2 separate regions of the Mus musculus genome follow, and region 1 is linked to region 2. A link is a contact called in public HiChIP or PLAC-seq data. All regions are on one chromosome and are shown on one strand. The core of a region is the stretch at or near the end of the contact, and the rest is flanking DNA. Distances in the headings are between cores, read along the strand shown. Region 1 has its middle 18 kb from the start of Serpinb6b. Region 2 has its middle 11 kb from the start of Serpinb1c.

Evidence for each region. HiChIP or PLAC-seq counts read pairs in DNA pulled down with a chosen protein or histone mark.
Region 1: a BATF HiChIP or PLAC-seq map of CD8 T cells shows a contact between it and region 2, with 127 read pairs. The contact joins two enhancer-like sites. A contact is called at or near these places in 2 of 39 promoter capture datasets (the C10 cell line and hippocampal neurons), 3 of 15 datasets of contacts at CTCF or cohesin (CD8 T cells, large pre-B cells and pro-B cells), 5 of 484 Hi-C or Micro-C datasets (B cells, the G1E-ER4 cell line, centrocytes and 2 more), 4 of 115 datasets of contacts at active chromatin or transcription factors (CD8 T cells, effector CD8 T cells, large pre-B cells and 1 more) and 4 of 9 other capture datasets (adipose tissue, embryonic stem cells, liver and 1 more).

The regions. Positions count from the first base shown.
Region 1 is chr13:32,980,548-32,985,238 of GRCm38.p6, reverse strand. No RefSeq gene overlaps it. Among named protein-coding and RNA genes, the nearest start is that of Serpinb6b, 18 kb to the right of the region's middle. Within about 2 kb of position 2,353, at least 9 of the 459 cell types and tissues checked have an H3K27ac peak or open chromatin away from gene starts, as enhancers often do. A contact at or near this core is called in CD8 T cells, where this site is marked.
Region 2 is chr13:32,906,860-32,910,932 of GRCm38.p6, reverse strand. It overlaps a transcript of Serpinb1c not described here. Among named protein-coding and RNA genes, the nearest start is that of Serpinb1c, 11 kb to the right of the region's middle. Within about 2 kb of position 2,567, at least 26 of the 459 cell types and tissues checked have an H3K27ac peak or open chromatin away from gene starts, as enhancers often do. A contact at or near this core is called in CD8 T cells, where this site is marked.

The DNA of each region.
Region 1 (4,691 bases), core at 1,104-3,603, 75 kb before region 2:
CTGCACTTATTTGGCAGCAAAAGAGCATAGAAAATCCCTCAAGAAATACTTTTCCATTTTTGGTTTTATTTGTTTGTTTTAACTGGAAATGTCAACATATGCTAAGAAAGCCAGTAAATCTCTAGAAAAGGAACCAATAAGGGTACCTCATGTAGAACCTGTGCATCTGTGACAGAAGAAACAGCTGAGTATTCCTGTCACCTCCTGGCTAGTCTCCTTCAGAACAACAGCCATCTTTGACTTTTCCTTTGCCTGCCTTGGATATCCATCTCTTCCCTCTTCCATTTGCCATTTGCCTCAAAGGGCTCTGCCTTGGCACTATGCAGTCTGGCATCTCTCTCTCTCTCTCTCTCTCTCTCTCTAATTCTCTCTCTCTCTCTTCCTCTCTCTGACTCTCTCTTTCTCTCTGTCTCTCTCTCATCTCTTTCTTCCTTAGCACTGCTCTTAAATCTAAATAGGTATGATCTACCTTCAAAAGTGTTTCAGCGGACTAGTGAGATGGCTCAGTGGGTAAGAGTACCCGACTGCTCTTCCAAAGGTCCGGAGTTCAAAACCCAGCAACCACATGGTGGCTCACAACCATCCATAACGAGATCTGACACCCTCTTCTGGTGTGTCTGAAGTACAGCTACAGTGTACTTACATATAATAAATAAATCCTTAAGAAAAAAAAAGTGTTTCAGCAAAAGAACCACACCTCAGACTTTCAAAAGACATGGCTGCTTTTGAAAAACACAACTCTGCTTCTTGCACAGCACATCTGAAATCTGGTCCAGGTGGGTTTTTGTTGCTTTATATCTTCAGTTAAAGCAACGTGCCCCCCATGGATGTCAAAGTCATCAGCACACGGGTCTGTGAGATAGGAACTCATGAGACTAGCACCTGTGCATCAAAGAGTAAACATGCAGTCTGAGCCCACATATCACCAACTCCAAAGTCTATGCTGCTCTGCTTGAAGAAAAAGGGAAGACCACCAAGAAACTGTAGATGGATTCAGGCACTCAGATGGGAGCATCATAAGCAATTCATGGGAGCCATCTTTGAGGTGTCAGGTGTGTGTCAAGGTCATTACTCCAGGAAATCGTAAATGAACATCACCCCTGTCTCTCAGTGGAGAAACATGAGTAGGTAAAGAGGCTTAGGAGCCATCTATCTCAAGGCAGCTCACTGTGGAAGGAAGAGTTTTGGGAGTTTCCTTTATCCTGCCCATGGAGGAGTGCCCATCTCCCTGACACAAGTCCTCTATGTGCCCCTCTCTCTGTCTTTAATATTTTCTAATCCACTGGAGTCATGTTCTTATTCTTATAAGTATGCTCACTCTGCCCTGTATTTAAATGTTTAATCATGTTTCCTTTATTGGTGGTGCCTGGAGTACTACCTTATTGTTTCATCCTTCTATTCCAGTTGCTTCTAGGAACCATGACTTAATCTCACTTCTGGTTCTTTCATCATTCCATGGAGTTTGACTTCCAGTCCAATATACCCCAAAACTCTCCCCAAGGAGTCATTAGTACACTATCCTCTACACAGCCAAACATACACAGAGCTTATTCTATTTTCTTCAGTGGTGACATTTAGTCCTTCAGTTTGGACTTTCCTGATTTTCCAAGTGACCTTTCCACTATTGTTTTTCCTCTTCCTCCACATCCTTTATCCTGCTCTGAGGTGCTTGAACATTCCACTCCTATGCTATAGTGTTCTTGAACAGAACAGGACAAGTTTTAACTGGTCTTGTGAGTGTAAAAGGAGATTAATATTCTGTATATATCAATTAATGCTGGAAATTAATACAGACACAGTTGCTCCTTAAACAGCTACTTCCCCAAATAACCACAGAAAGACCTTATAATATCTCAAAGCCTATGCCTTGGCTGGGCATACACTCAACTAGCTCATCTAGTTAACCTGATCACTTATCCAGCAGGTGGCTAGCTATACTTTCTAGCCCTGTAGTCATATCCATCTCCCAGCTCGTGTCTCTTTGTGAAAAGCCTTTCTTTTTATTCTCACCAGAGTTCCTTTCTCCCTATGAGGAAGGTTCATCTTCCTCTCTCTACCGCCCAATCATATGATTTAGCCTTTTATTGACCCATTAACTAAAGCAAGGTTTGCACAACAAAAGCTGGTTGATGTGTGTGAAAATACACCAACACCAGACCAACTCCAACACGTGAGCTATAGACATTATTAGTCATGAAGCTGATGTGGGCCCCTTCTCTAGTTCTGAAACTAAGTCATCTAAATTTTTATCTCCTCATTATTTGCATTTTTCCCTTTCATATAACATACTGATCTAATGTGCACACTAAAGTCCACCCAGTGATTTCGATTCGAGTAGTGCACACCAAGGTTGAATGTCATCACATTCTCTTTGCCCAGAGAGTGACCACAAACACAAATGAGAAGGCAGAGCCTAAGAGAAACCACAACAGAGTGATACATGAGGGATGATTCACATGTTCAACTTGATGGATTCTAGAATCACGTGGGAGATGAACCACACCTGTTGATTAGGTTAATTGAGATAACAATACTTATCCAGAGAGGGCAGCCTCATTCCATGGGCTGGGGTCTTAAATGAGTAAAAAGAAGAATTTGAGCCGAAAATACTTTGCTTTCTTCTTCCCAAATGTGGATGCAAAGTTCCCACTTGCCTCAAGTTCCTGACATTATGATGGACTATAACCTTGAGTCGTGAGCGTCAAAACTGAATTCCTCTTTCCTTAAATTGCTTTTCTAAGTTATTTTGACACAGCAACAAGTAAAATAGCTAATATGCTTTGCAATGTTGGATATTCCTAATTATCTATGGGTTGGAACAACTGGATGAGGATGTGTGTCCAACATTGTGCATCATCGAGCAGAGCAAAAGTCATTATGCTGAAGCCTTCTGTGCTCTGCTGAGACATCTGTCATCAGTCTCACAACCCTGCCAACCACTGATCTTTTCTCTTTGTAGTTTCACCTTTTTTATAATGTCAAATCACTTTAATTGCATAGAATGGCCCTTTTAATTCAGTAATATACACATAAGGTTCTTGGATGTCTTTATATGGCTAGGTATATTGTTTTCAGGAATGAGTAACAGTCCATAGTGTGGTTGTGAGACCTTGGTCTTTTCCTCTGAAAGCATTCAGCTATATCTCCACTGACATTTGAAAAAATACCAAATCCTATGATTCAGAGACTGAGTGTGTTGATCTACCCAAATTAATTCTCACACTGGGGTTTCTTTTTCTCTTTTAGTCTAGGGGGCACCCCCATAAACAGTTTATTAAGATGAGGACATATATAATCACATCTGTGTTTTACATCCTGACCACATATGAGAATTACATCATGGGAGGCTATTGTTATGGGCAATGGTGAAAAAGAGGTGTTTCAGGGTCTGCTTGTGATCCAACACAACTGAAAAGTCAGTTCAGGAAATAAATGATTATTGCTATCAAGCCACTACTGATTGATCAGGGATGCAAAACAGACTTGGGAGTTGAACTGTGACTGTAAGCCAAAAAATTACAGAGCTTTTAAGTATAAAAATAAATCACAAAAGCCACATTTGTGGGGTTTTTGTCAAGTTACAGTTTGATTTCCTACCCATCACGATTCAGGGACAGGGGACTTTCCTAGGAACATTTCTTCGTGGTATACTATTCTATTCTCATTTGCGGCTTTATTCATCTGTAGTGGGACAACTTGCCAAGCGTTCATGTCAAACAGGATTTCAGGGAGGTCTTGGGATATTAAACTTCTTTGAGCCCCTATTGAAAATGGAAGTTTTATTCAAAATGGCTTCAGTTTGGTTGGGACCTTGACAGGCAGAACACACAGGCCTAGACACACATTTTCAGTAGCCTCATCAGGTTCAATCCCATGATTCAGATGCTTTAGAAACCAGTCCGAGATCCCCCTTTCATCACTCACACCTCTGTATCTGATGCCTCCAAGGGTCTCTGTCAAAGGCAAAGCTAGATGCCAATTAAAACTTTAAGAAGCCACTTTAATCATTGCATATAAGTAAGAGGGTCCAGCATGAGCCAAACACAAGTTTGTAGAGATGATTGGAAGCTTTAACAATTGAAGGAGGAAAGGGGATATAGGTAAGGAAAAGGCAGTTGGAGGAATGGAAAACAAGAATTTGAAAGTACAACCAGGATAGTAATGGAATATCCACATTTGGACTCAATCTCTCCACTGAGACTGGGACACAAGTCTATGGGATTTCTCATCCTTGAGAAAGGCACTGATGTATAGCAGAGGATCATACTTACATGAGTCAAAGGATAAGAAATGAGTCAGAATTCTAATTCAAGTTTAGTAAATGCTTTCAAAAGGGGGGTTAGGGCTTATGTTCAGGTATTTGGAGAAACAACTTGTAAATTCTTGAGCTTTCTCAGGCAGGTACCTGATGGTTATTTGCTTTCATCCTAGGGCCAACGCCTTGAGCTGTTAGAAATCATGATAAGTATTAGTTCACATCTATTAATGTAGAAGGGGAGAGAATCCAAGTATTTGTGCTGACTATGTAGTGTATATAGATCAAAGTTGAGGCCTGGTGGAGATGGGAACCAAGCAGAACCTACTGAGCAAAGACCCATGGCCTATTGCTGCTCTATTCCCAGTCAACCTCAGATGTGCTTTCTCTAACACTTGTGGTTCCAGCCTTTGCAGATCTAAGCAAGCCCTTCAGC
Region 2 (4,073 bases), core at 1,318-3,817:
GTATCCTGATATTTTGCTAAACATGTGTATCAGCTGTAAGAATTTCCTGGTGGAAATTTTAAGGTCATTTCTGTATACTAAAATGTCATCTACAAATAAAGATGATTTGGCTTCTTTCTTTCTGACTCATATCCACTTAATCTCCTTCAGTGGGCATATTGCTCCAGCTAAGACTTCAAATACTATACTGAATAGATATGAAAAGAGGAGGCAACCATGTCTTGCTCCTGATTTAGTGAACTATTTTAAATTCCCCTCTATTTAGGTTAATGTTGGCTATGGGCTTCCTGTAAAGTGCTTTATTATGTTGAGGAATATCCCTTGTATCCCTATTGCAGCAGGGCTTTTATCATGCGGTGTTGTTGAATTTTGTCAAAACTCCTCTCTACATCTAATGTGATTTTTGTCTTTCAGTCTGTTAATATGGTACATTGCATTTATCAATTTATGTATTTTGAATTCTTCCCTGTATCTATGGGAAAATAACTACTTGGGTGATGTTTTTGATGTGTTCTTGGATTTGGTTTCCAAGTATTTAATTAAGAATTTTAGTCTGTAATTCTCTTTCTTTGTAGGGTCTTCATATTGTTTAAGTATTAGGGTAAGTCTGGGTTCATAAAAGGAATTTGGTAGTATTCCTTCTGTTTATATTTTGTAGAATAATTTGAGGAATATTGGCATTAATTATTCTTTGAAATTCTGATAAAATTTTGTGCTAAAACAATCTGGCCCTGTGCTTTTATTTCTGAGAGACTTAATTGCGGCTTATTCTTCACTAGGGATTATATTTCTGTTGGCATTGCTTATCTGATCTGATTTGACTAAGTGGTAAGTAAGTGGTATGTATCAAGAAAAAAATATCCATTTCTTTTAGATTTTCCAGTCTGGTGGAGTACAAATTTTCAAAATTTGTCCTTATGATTCCCTGGGCTTCCTTGCTGGCTGTTATATGCCTCTTTTCTTTTCTAATTTTGTTAATTTGACTCTCCTCTCTCCATGTTCAATTTGGTTAACAGATTGTCAACCTTACTGGTTTTCTTAAAGAGCCAACTCTTTGTCTCATTGATTCTTGGTTATTATTTTTATTGTCTCTATTTTACTAATTTCCCAACACAAATTTGATTATTTCTTGCCACCCACTTTTTGCGGTGTGATCTCTTCTTTTAGTTCAAGAGTGTTTAGGTATGCCATTAACCTATTATTATGAGATCACTCCAATATTTTTAATGTAGGCATTTAGTACTATGAATTTGCCTCTTGGAACTGTATTTATTGTGTTACCAAAGATTGGGTATGAGTGTTTTTATTTTCAATCAATTCTACAAAGTTCATAATTTCTTTCCTAATTTCTGTCTTGACCCATTTATCATTCAGTATTGAGAAGCTGTTCTGTTTCCATGAGTTTATAAACTTTCTGTTTTTCCTGTTCTTGTTGAGTTCCAGCTTTATTCCATGTGGTCAGACAGGATGCATCTGTTATTTCACTTTTCTTATATCTTTTGAGAAATTCTTTGTATTCAAGAAGCACATCGAACATCAAATAGACTGGACTAGAGTCTATTTCTCTCAGTGCTCTGTGGTCTGTAGTCGATTTTGAAAATGTTTCATGAGTTACTAAGATATATTCTTTGGTATTTGGGTAAAATGTTTTGTATATATCTTTTAAGTTCATTTTACTTAAAACAAGTTAGTTCTAGCATTTCTCTGTTTAGTTCTTGTCTGGATGGGCAATACTGAAGTCATTCCACTATCACTGTGTGAGAGTCAATATGTGATTTTATTTGTAGTAGTGTTTCTTTTATGAACTTGGTTACCCTTGTGTTTAGTGCATAAATGTTTAGAATTCCAATGTCCTTTTGGTGGATTTCTCCTTTAATGAGTGTGTAGTGTCCTCTATGTCTCTGGATTACTTTTGGTTTTAAGTTTTATTTTGCCAGATAGTAAAATGGCTATACATGCTTGCTCCTTGGGCCCCTTTGCTTGCAATATCTTTTTTTTTTCATCTTTATATATGTTACTTACCTTTTTCCTTGCAGATTTTCATATTCTTTCTTTGTTCTGTACATTTCATGTTTTGATTATTATGTGATGATAGGACTACCTTTTCTGGTCCAGTCTATTTGATGTTCTGTGGGTTTCTGGTACCTTGAGAGGTGCTTTCTTTGATTTAGGGACATTTTCTTCTATGATATTTTGGCAATATTTTCTGTGCCTTTGACCTAGGTTTCTTCTCATTCTTCCTTTCCTGTTATTCATAGATTTGATCTTTCAAAAGTATCCAAGATTTCCTAAATGTGTTGTGCTTGGAATTTTAGATTTAACATTCTTTTGACAGGGGCATCCATTTCTTCTACCTTTTCTTCAATGCCCAAAGTCTGTCTCATACTCTGTTGGTAAAGCAGGTCTATGATTGTTTTGTTGACTTCCTAAGTTTTTCACTTCCAGTTTTAGATTCGTTTGTATTTTGCTTAGTGATTTTACTTTCATTTTCATGTCTTGAACAGTTTTCGTTGTTTGACTGTTCATAGATTTTATGAATGGATTTATTCACATCCTCTTTTCAGTTCCGTGAACATACTCATGATGGCTACTTTGGGGTCCTTGCCTTGTGCTTCAGCTATACTGCATTTCTTAGAGTCTTCTGTAAGAGGGTTCCTGGGCTTTGGTGGAGACATATTGTCCTGAATATTATTGATTATGTTTTTATGCTGGTGTCTTTGTAAGAGGTGAATGTAATTTTAGGTGTTGATATCTGGTATTGTCTTGGTTGGGGGGAGGGGAGTGTTCTGTTCTTTAGTTTCTGTTGCCCTCCCTAGATTTTAGGAGATTGTGGTGTCTGTGGCTTGCCTCTTAGGGAGTGCATCCGAGTCCCATCCAGGTGAAGACATTGGCCAATTAAAGGAGATGGCCAAGAAATGGGGAGGATAAATCTACAGGGTGCATCTCAGACCGTGCAGTCATCCTGAATTCCTCACCCTCTTAACCACATAACAGTTGTATTTTGTATCTGTTGACCTGCCCAACAGAGGAGCAAAAGCTAATGAAATTCCAGCTTCTCTGATTCCTCATTTCCCTTCTGTATTCTATACTTGCACTTCCACTTGACCATTCCCCACAGGAAACCTCAGCCCTCCTCACTATGGGGCCTGACCTCACCTGCTCAGCTTGCTATCCCTGGAACATGCAAGGTTCAGGTACAAGATCAGCCTCTTGACATAATGAGCAGCAGCCCCTTCTGGAGACTCAATCTTCGAAGATTTGACTTATCACACCTTCCATACCAAGCAATTCAAAAGATGTCTTGCTTCCTCCGGGTTTATTTGGGAGATGAGTGGAGCTAAGTTACAAAGGCACCTGGGCACACACAAGTGCCTCCTGGGCAAGCAACAGCTTAGGAGGCCCTGGGGCCAACCATATTCTAGTGGGAGAGGTATGAATGACATGAGACTCAGGCATAAGGCCATTTCTGTCTTAGTTAATTTTAGGCTTCAGTAGGAGATTAAATCGGAACGGATTACTCCTAACAAACAGAAACCTGATCTGTACTCCCAAATTTCCACAGCTAGTTGGGGGTACACTCTCACCAACCCAATGCTTCACTGTGCTTACCTTTCCCTGGTGCTCAGCTGAATGGCCGAGAGCTGGAAAACACCAATCTTAGTTTAGAATCAACAGATAACACAATCATTGGGCACAGAATTTACCATCCTAAATTCACCAATTATTCTGTTAGAAATCTTCTAGTGGCAGATACTGGTAGATTCTGCCACCCGAACTAACTGGCCCGACCCATATCTAGGTTGCCTTTCTCTCATCGTCCAAAAGGAATTCCCTTCCTCCTGCCTTCCCTCTTCTGCTCTCAGACCCGGAAGGCCCACCTCCTTCTCGCCCAGTGATTGGCTTCTTGTCTTTATTAAACAGTGACAGGCATACCAGTTGACCCAGCGGTTGGATAGTAACTTTGACATCACCAAAAGTCTCATTGTAAATCTGTCTCTTTAGCTCCCCATTGCTCTGAGCAAATGTACCTGTCTACCCTGCTGATGAGGGTCTGTAAGTGCGGAGCCATGGAT